Linked DNA regions of Ovis aries: regions 2 and 3 are each linked to region 1. The links are chromatin contacts, called in public Hi-C maps. All regions are on one chromosome and are shown on one strand. Each heading gives the region's core, a stretch centred on a gene start, on an enhancer-like site or on the middle of the called end of the contact. The rest is flanking DNA. Distances are from core to core; before and after follow the strand shown. Region 1 holds the start of CFAP126 (cilia and flagella associated protein 126). Region 2 holds the start of NDUFS2 (NADH:ubiquinone oxidoreductase core subunit S2). Region 3 holds the start of TOMM40L (translocase of outer mitochondrial membrane 40 like).

Region 1 (2,916 bases), core at 224-2,723:
ATATCTGGGAGTGTTCTACTAGGGCTAAAGCCAGAGCACTGTGAGTAAGGCAGCAAGAAGCACTGCTGGCGCCCAGCCTCACTCTCCCCGCCACCTCAGTTTGTTGTCAGAAGCCGGGCAATCCGCCTCTCCCGTGGTAGGGCTGGCACTCACATTCCCTTGTTTAACTGGAACCTCACAGTCGCCCCCTCCAAGGGCTCCAAGACAAAGTACATTTTTTGTAGGCCTGGTCTCAAGCGATGCTCTGATTAAAAAAGGGACTTGTGGACAATCAGTATAAATGACCTGGGTCTGGGTCTAGCTCCATCACTAGAACGGAAACTCAGGCATGTCGCTTTACAACTTATTTCCACACCTGTAACATTGTGACGTGTGACCTGGAAAACTACCCTTATGATTATCTCATAAGATCGTTAAAATGGTTAAAGGACATTGTAAGTTACTGTGACAGCAAAATGACTGCAGCCTGTAAACAACACCACAGACGCTGCTGAGAAACTACTCTGAAGAAGCAAGGAGGAATGTCAGTATATACGTGATTTTGGTGAAAGGCGAATACATGCAATTGAGTGCATATTTTTTCCAGGTTTCTGCTAGTCTCATGAAACTTTCCGCTAATCAGGAAAACAGTCATCACCCTGAAGGATTTCAGTGATTTTCTAGATATGAGGAGATTCAAGAACTGGGTTCACGAGCCTGGTACACTGGATAAGAATCCGCTTGCCAGTGAAGGGAACCTGGGTTCAATCCCTTGTCCGGGAGGATCTCATGCCAAGGACTACAACTACTGAACCCACATGGCAACTACTGAAGCCGGTGCTCCTCAGTGAAGAGCAGCAGTAGCCCTTGCTCTCCACAACTAGAGAAAGTCCATGTGCAGCAACAAAGACCTAGCACAGCCAAAAGTAAAAAAAAAAAAAAGAATTGGGTTCATAAAAGCGGCTCCTGAAAATATCTATTTAAAGAACTGTCCTGCCAGTTTCCTTTCTCCACCCACCTCACCCCACCCCACCCCACCCCACCCCAGCACAGAGGGCCTCATTCCCGCTCTCCTTTCCTGCTCTCAACATCAGGGGGTGTTGGTGGTCAGCAGCTGCAACAGCACATGATTTAGTCCTTACAGAGGTAGATGGCAAGTGCCCACGGCAAGTGCCAACCTGTAGTTAACACTGGGATTAGGGTGGAGCTGGAGGAGCTGGAGTAAACTGCACCCGGCTGGAGTGAGAAGCGTTCAGACCTATGGGCTTACCACTCGCCTGGGAGCAAGGACAAGGCCGTCATTTCCAGCTCCTGGGGCCTAGCTGGGGACACCAGCAGGAGGCTGCCTGCGCTGTACTCCACGTCCCTCCCACCGATGTGTGGCGTGGCTGGTACCGTGTCATGCTGATCCCGTTGCCGGGAAGTGTCGCTCCTTCCCAGCCTTCCAGTCCTGACTCAGGCCTGACTGGCCGGAAGGCCCGACCGCCGCAGGCCTGGGCAGGAGCGGGGCGGGGCCCCGCGCGGGCCGAGTCGAGCCGGCGGGCGTGCGGGCGGGGCCCTGCGCGGGCTGCGGCTGCTGGACCTCTCAGACTTCCCGGAAACCTGGGCCGCTTTTTCCCCAAGTCTCAGGCTTCTGGTCCTGGGTTAGGGTTCTAGGGTTGAACAGTTAAGGCGACGAAAGTGGCTATAGTGCACGGTCCCTGCCTCGGAGTCGGCCCTCTTCCTCCTCGGCGCCCAGGGGCCCAGGTTTCGGGGCTGTCCCCGCATCCCGCGGCGTCTCGGCTGACTCGCGCGCTGCCCAGCTGCTGGTCCTCGGAGCCTTCGGGAAAAAACGAGGAAGGAGGGGTTAGGTGGAGCTTGGACGCCCCCAGGAGTACGAAGGCGAAATCACGCTACCAATTAATTTTTGGAGAAATTCGCGATTTTGTAACTTTGTTAATGCGTCCATATCTTCTTTGTCTGTGTAATAAAAGTTTATAACTTCGCCTTTACGTAACTAGATTACTCTCTTCTCATGATATCGTGTGTCTTTTTAGCCTGCTTGAATTCGGCTACCCATTCCAGAAAATATCCACTGACATTTTCACTTAAAGTTAGGTCGCATACACTTCTTTCTATTTAGTCTTAATGGTATTTTTAAAATTTAAAAACATTTGATAATTATTGAATAGGTAATGTATCAGTTCAGTTCAGTCGCTCAGTCGTGTCCGACACGTTGCGACCCCATGAATCCCAGCACGCCAGGCCTCCCTGTCCGTCAGCAATTCCCGGAGTTCACTCAGACTCACGTCCATCGAGTCGGTGATGACAATGTAAAAAAGTAATAAAAATAAATTCATACCCTAAGAAAGTTGATACTGAGACCAAAGGGGAGAGGAATAGGTGAGGGAGGTTAAGTGGTACAAACTTCCAATTACAAAGTAAACGAATTAGGAGTGTAAATAAACAGCGTGGTGCTTGTGTATGCTAGGTGTGGGGAATATAGCAAATGACAATGGAGTATCTTTGTATAGTGACAGACGGTAATCACTTTGAAGTGTATAGAAATACTGAATATGTTGCGCATCAGGAACTAACATAGTATTGTATATCAAACATACCTCAAAACCAAGCAAACTAATAAAAAAAATCAGGGACTTCCCTGGTGGGTCAGTGGTTAAGACTCCACCCTTCCAATACAGGGCCCACACGTTCCATCCCTGACTGGGAAACTAAGATCCCATGTGCCACACCTCCTGGCGTAAAAAACAAAACAAAACTATAAATAACATTTTTTTTAAAGTAACTTAAAGAGAAAGAAAAATATTAGATTTGCAGTCTGGGGAGAGGCAGAATTGGATGAAGATGGTCAAAGGGTACAAACTTCCAGTTATAAGTTAAATAAGTACTAGGGACATAATGTGCAATATGATGAATATAATTAATACACATGGACAT
Region 2 (2,916 bases), core at 106-2,605, 150 kb before region 1:
TGCATCTTCTGCATTGCAGGTGGATTCTTCACTTCTGTGCCACCAGGGAAGCCCCTCTTAGGCTGGATTAAGGCAAAAAAAAAAAAAAAAAATGCAGTCCCCACCTCCTTCTCCCACACTATTACCACATTCACTGTGTTTCAGGGGGACAAGGCCCAGGGAGCGGGCGGGGAATCAAGGCAGCAGGGAGGCCCAGCCTCTGCCTGGCTCTTGGGGGCCGCCCAGTCTTTACAGGTCGTCAGTTCCCACAGCGTGGGATATGGCCCCACTCTTTGGTACAGTTCCCATTAGGTCAGCTAGAAGTCTGCCTTTCCCCTCTTTCTTTGTAGCTAAGAGTTACTGGCGTCTGCCCCTCTCTTGGTCTGTCTGTCCCACCCTTCGCACTGCTGGTGGGCTCTGGCCCAGGGACCCTCTCTGGGGGATGTCTCCGTCCAGACCCCAAGTTGAAGGGATGTGCAAACTCAACGGGTGGCCCAGCTGGAGCTTAGCTTAGAGGCCAAGAGAACAGGAACCAGATCCAAGGCTGAGAAACTCCCCTTTGTCTGTACCACACAGAATTGGGATCAGACTCCTGATGGTACCACATTTCTATGCCATTGGCCAGGGGAGAGGCCAGGTCAGAAACACATGAAGTAAAAGAGACTGACCAGGGATAGAAGTGGGATGCTAGGGATCACTAAAGGCATTTACTGAGTCTGTTAATTCTATAGGTTCTGGAAAGCTGGCAGATATCAGGTCACCTACAGGGGACCTCCTCTCCTCAGCTAGGACGAGGCGACTCCTACACACCCCTGCAGCCTGTTCCAATGCCGGTGGTCTTGGCCGCCTCCTCTTTTTTTCATTTATGTTTGGCGGGAGTTCTCAGACCCGCCCAGTCCCACTTGGGCCCCTTTCCCCTAACCCATTTAGGCCATCTGGAAATTAGCTCCCTCTGCTCCAAATCTTTTGGATTTGGTTATAAGAAGGTAACTGGCAAAGCCTGGCGCTGCCCTAGAAGGGCAGGACTACAGCAACAGAGCGGCGCAGGCAGAAAGTGGGGAAGGGTCTGCATGTGAGTGTGCGTCTGGCGCCAGGCGGCAGAACACTTTCTAAGGCGCGCACGGGCAGCGCGCCGGGGCTTCGTGAGGGGAGCCGCTGCCACCGGCAGCGGTGGCAAGTTTCTCTGGCTCGGCCTTTGAAGAGCCAGTCAGGAGCGGTGGGAAGCACGGTCCCCAGCCTCAGGTGTTTAAGCGAAAGTGAAGCCGAGGCGCAGAACCCGGCTGGTGTCAGGTTAGCGAGCCAGCTTACAAAAGGACGGGTGCGTGGCGCCGATACGCGGGAAGCCCGCAAGGAGGCGCGCTAGAGGCACTTCCGCCAGGCTCTCCTTCCAGCAGTCTACGGCGGCAAGATGGCGGCGCTCAGGGCTCTGCGCCGCCTGCGAGGCGCCGCGGCCCAGGTGCTGCGGCCCGGGGCTGGGGCCCGACTGCCGATTCAGCCCAGCAGGTGAGAGCAAGGGCGGCGCCCGATGCGCCGTCCCCAGGGCTGGGGTTACTCGAGTCTGGGAACTCCATGGGCCCTATGATCGCCTAGGAAAGAATGACCCGGGCCCGTGACCCCGCTCCCTGGCCTGCGCTCTCGGGTTCCGGGATCCACTGGTACCGGTTCTGGAGGAGGGAGGAAAGATTGTTTCAGCTCGATGTGCCAGGGTTGAAATCATGTGGAGGGAGACGCCGCCCCTCAGCATTAGTGATATGCCACCCACCCCCCATTCGCCCTGCTGCTTCTACCCACCTCGTCAGGGGTGAAAAGTCTCCTTAGACGCTATGAAAGAAAAGGAAGGCAGTCCCAGTGGACTTAAAGGAGGAAAGTAACCCAGGAAAACCCGGGCCTCAGTGCATCCCTCTGGCCATACTTGAGCAGAGCCAAGGAGCGAGCGTGCCTCACCCCCCTTTTCTTACTCTTCGGTTGACCTTGAATAAACACCTGTCTCGGATTCGTATTCACTAAGATGGGAACCATGAATATGACCAGAAATTAAAGGACTGGGATCCCCATCTTTGCATGCATAGGGTTATTGGGTGAAGTGATTCCAGGAATAAGTTATTAGTAAGAATGGAACCTCAAGAGTTCCAGTTTGTTCTGCCAGAGCTACACAGCTCCGTCAGCGACTTGGTGTTGATGAATCCCAGACACCCTTCCTAGGGCCCACGTGAAAGTGAGTGGGAACAGAGGAACCAAGCACTGTTCAGGCCTTTTGTCTAGGATTTGTCATTACCTCCCCAGAGGTGCTCGGCAGTGGCAGCCAGATGTGGAATGGGCAGAGCAGTATGGGGGTGCTGTAATGTACCCCACCAAGGAAACAGCCCACTGGAAACCTCCCCCTTGGAATGGTGAGTGCCCAGGGCCACTGTCCCAACCCATACACTTCCCTGCCCTACCCTGATTTCTGAGTGCTCTTGAGCTGTCTGTCTGAGGCAAAATTTAGCCCCCAATGCTTTTTGCTTGCAATACTCTACTTGCAACTCACCACATATGATAATAATGATAATAGGAGGTATTTATCAAGTAGAAAATTCCAAGGGAAAAGAAAGAGGAGATTCCAGACAACCCTTGAAGATCCCTACCAAATTTGTATCTTTAGCTTTAGCTTTTTCCAGAGGTTTAATATATTTCCTGCTAAAGGAGTTTTTCCCCACTGGCACTCAAATGAAACCTTTCTAAATATGAAATTCCCCCCACCCTGCCGTAAAACTAGCCCTTCTTGTGATTTTAAATTTTGATCAATGACTCCCTCATTTTCCTAATCCCTTAGGACTGAAAGTTTTTAGTCACCTTTGGCCCTTTTTTCTTTCTCCCCCCCCCCCATGTCTATTTTCAATATGTCACCAAACCATGCAGATTCTTTTGTAGTAATGTTTCACATCTGGTTATCTTACC
Region 3 (2,916 bases), core at 115-2,614, 130 kb before region 1:
CGCACCTTCCCCCACCCCCCCACCCCCATCATTGGCGTGCTCTGGCAGGATAAAGGTTGAAGGTCTCTGGGCATTTGATCCCCTTATCAGTTCCAGGCAGTGGTCAGCCAATACAAGTCAGCAGGGGCCATAACATCTCTCCGACCAAGGTCCTGGCCCTTGTCCCTGTCCTGATTGTGAGGGAGGACAGAGATGCACTCCCCAGGCCCAAGGCCTTTGGGTGAAATCAGCTAAATAGAGATCACAAGTATTTGTATCTTTCATCCTTTGACCTCTTCCTGAGAGATAGGAGTGGTGATATGAGAGCTAGTAGAGGAGGCGACCAGAGCCTAAGAAATTTTATTCTATCTTATACTATTCCCCTGTGGAGCACTTGGTGCTTGAAGGGGAGCTCCATTGATTTGTCCCTGGCTTTGGAGTGGAGTGCATTTGAGGGCAGGAGCCTGTATTTCTCGATTTTATTTGCCAACTCTGCCTAGGGAAACTTTTCACTTTCTTTCCTAGGGAACCAGGGAAGGAAAGATCAACTGCAGAGGTCATGTGTTTCAGGGACTACTTCTGCTGGAACTCAGGTTGCAGCCCCTGCTCCTCTACCCCAAACTCTCACACCCATTCCCTTTCTACAGAGAGGACAAGAGGGTAAACTTTAAAAGGTTTGGACCTCTAGGAGGGAGGGTGGGTCCCTTTTCCTACGAAGAGCTGTACCTATGAGTGGAATTCATCTGAGGGTGTACTGTGTACTGTGAAGGACTGCGAAGTGGAGTCCCCAGGGGTTCGTACGGGTCTGGGTGGGGGCGGGGCCCCTAGGAGAGATATGAATCAGTGTTCGAAAGAAGTATTCAGTCTTCCCTGGGCCACCTTTCACAGGCTATATGTCTCCAGGCTACACAGTGGAGGGAACTTCAGTGACTCAGGCCCCAAGATGCTCCCTCTAGTGTCTTGTTAGCTAAAAGGTTTTTTCCGATTTGGAGAGGCAGGGCACTCTAACGCCATCTATTTGAGTAGATTGCCTGGAGAATCCCAGGGACGGGGGAGTCTGGTGGGCTGCCGTCTATGGGGTCGCACAGAGTCGGACACGACTGAAGCAACTTAGCAGCAGTAGCACGGACCTAACCAATCAAGTACCGCCTGTCCCTGCAGTGCCGGAGTTGGAGCTCTCCAGACGTAAGGTCGGCCACGCCTTTGCGTTCTCCTCTCCTATTGGCCAATGCTCGGCGGCCAAACAGCCTTTTCTTTTTTTAAAAAATCCATTGGGCGGAGCCCAATCAAGGAGGGTTGGGTCTCTGAAATCTTTTTTTTTCGCCCGGTTCCAAGATGGCGCCCATGACCACGCTGGGGGTGCAGCGTGAAGCCGCAGTTCTGCCATCACTCAAGATGGCTGCCCCCATCAAGATGACCGGGGTGTGCCTGGGGGAAAGGGGCAGCATGATGGTATGAGAAGGTAAGGGTTATTGCCTCATTGCAAGCCTCGCCATGTGGCCTAGGAATGAAGAGCAGAAAGACTAGGAAGCTGGGTAAAGTCTGTGGTGGAGACTAGGATTAGAGAGTGGGGGAGGTTACAAGGGTGACAGCGGGATTAAAGATGCAATGGGAGTGTGCCTGGGGTTCAAGCTCCCCACCGGTGCCCTCTCCCCCTACTTTTCCTGTTCCAGGTCTAGCGTCGGACTATGTGGAAGTTTCTGGGACTGGGGAGCCGGATAATGGGGGGTGGGGCCCGTGGAGGGTAGAGGGAGCAACAGCGTCCTTTCCCAGGCGAACCCCGGCCCCTCCCTGACCTCTCTACTGAAATGGGGAACACACTAGGCCTGGCACCTATGGGGGCTTTGCCCCGCCGGAGCCCCCGTCGAGAGGAACCTCTCCCCAACCCTGGGAGCTTTGATGAGCTGCACCGGCTATGCAAAGGTGAGAAGACACTCGAGGCATTTGGGTGTCTCAAGTTGAAGGGGCAGAGAAGGGCGGGGTCTTGAGTGCTGGGTGTCCAGCGATGGGAGCAGAAAAGGGGAGATCACAGCTGGGGCATGCAGCCTTAGGGAGGATCAGGCGCCCCCATGGAGCGGAGCATTTCCTGGTGCAGGACTTGAGAGGAGGTCAGTTCCTCCAAAGCACTTCTGTGGGATTGAAAGGGGAGATGACTTCGTGGGGTAGGGGTTCCTTGTCTGCTTATTCCTTCCCTTCCGCCTCCCCTCCCTTCAGATGTATTCCCAGCACAGATGGAGGGAGTGAAGCTCGTTGTCAACAAGGTTCTGAGCAGCCATTTCCAGGTGCTCCCACTTCTCTGTCCCTTCCTTACTATTCCTCCCTGCCTGTCCCTGGATCTTATCCTTTCCTTTCGTGCACCCCCTTAGCCAGGCTATATGGGACAGAAGAAGAGGGATATGGGGCCCTTTTGACTTCCTTTGTCTGTGGGACTTGTTGCTTTTAATCTGGCGACCCTCTGTATAAGTTGGAATGTTTGGGTTTCTTAAACGACCTGCCGGATGGGGAATAGATGAAGGGTAGGATGGGGGCTTGAAGTGGAGCAGGAATGCGGTCTCCTCCATGGATTTCTCTTCCTCAGGTGGCTCACACTGTGCACATGAGTGCTCTGGGTTTGCCAGGCTATCATCTTCATGCGGCCTATGCAGGGGACTGGCAACTGAGTCCCACTGAGGTGAGGGCTCTACTCACCTGGGTTATCTCCCCTACAGCCCAGTTGGGACTCAGGTGTAGAGGAGAAGGAAATGTGCTTGTTATGGGGAGGAATGGGCAGGGTATGTCCTCTGTGTTTCTTCTGAATGGGAGAAGGTGGGGAAACCTATGTGTGATGAGTTGAGAGTTTGTCTTTGTGATTCCACTAGGGGGTGCTGAGTACTGTTAAAGAAATCCTACGTTTGGATTGAGGCCGAGGGGTGCCCTTCTGCTCCCTGTTACTGACTG

Evidence for each region. Hi-C and Micro-C count contacts between places; a contact is called where the count stands out from the background.
Region 2: a contact with region 1 is called in a Hi-C map of muscle, with 4 times the contacts expected there. The contact joins the promoter of NDUFS2 here to the promoter of CFAP126 in region 1. A contact is called at or near these places in 7 of 16 Hi-C or Micro-C datasets (liver, mesenteric adipose tissue, mixed tissues and 4 more).
Region 3: a contact with region 1 is called in a Hi-C map of liver, with 4 times the contacts expected there. The contact joins the promoter of TOMM40L here to the promoter of CFAP126 in region 1. A contact is called at or near these places in 6 of 16 Hi-C or Micro-C datasets (hypothalamus, liver, mesenteric adipose tissue and 3 more).

What each region holds. Positions count from the first base shown.
Region 1 is chr1:112,792,195-112,795,110 of ARS-UI_Ramb_v3.0, forward strand. It overlaps CFAP126 (cilia and flagella associated protein 126), which reads right to left and starts at 1,474. Exons shown (of 8, transcript XM_060415510.1): 1 at 1,375-1,474.
Region 2 is chr1:112,642,231-112,645,146 of ARS-UI_Ramb_v3.0, forward strand. NDUFS2 (NADH:ubiquinone oxidoreductase core subunit S2) reads left to right here and starts at 1,356. Exons shown (of 14, transcript XM_004002691.5): 1 at 1,356-1,482; 2 at 2,263-2,369. The coding sequence starts at 1,388.
Region 3 is chr1:112,661,087-112,664,002 of ARS-UI_Ramb_v3.0, forward strand. TOMM40L (translocase of outer mitochondrial membrane 40 like) reads left to right here and starts at 1,365. Exons shown (of 9, transcript XM_042256834.2): 1 at 1,365-1,441; 2 at 1,653-1,902; 3 at 2,558-2,650. The coding sequence starts at 1,879. It overlaps NR1I3 (nuclear receptor subfamily 1 group I member 3), which reads right to left. Exons shown (of 10, transcript XM_004002694.6): 9 at 1-2,916.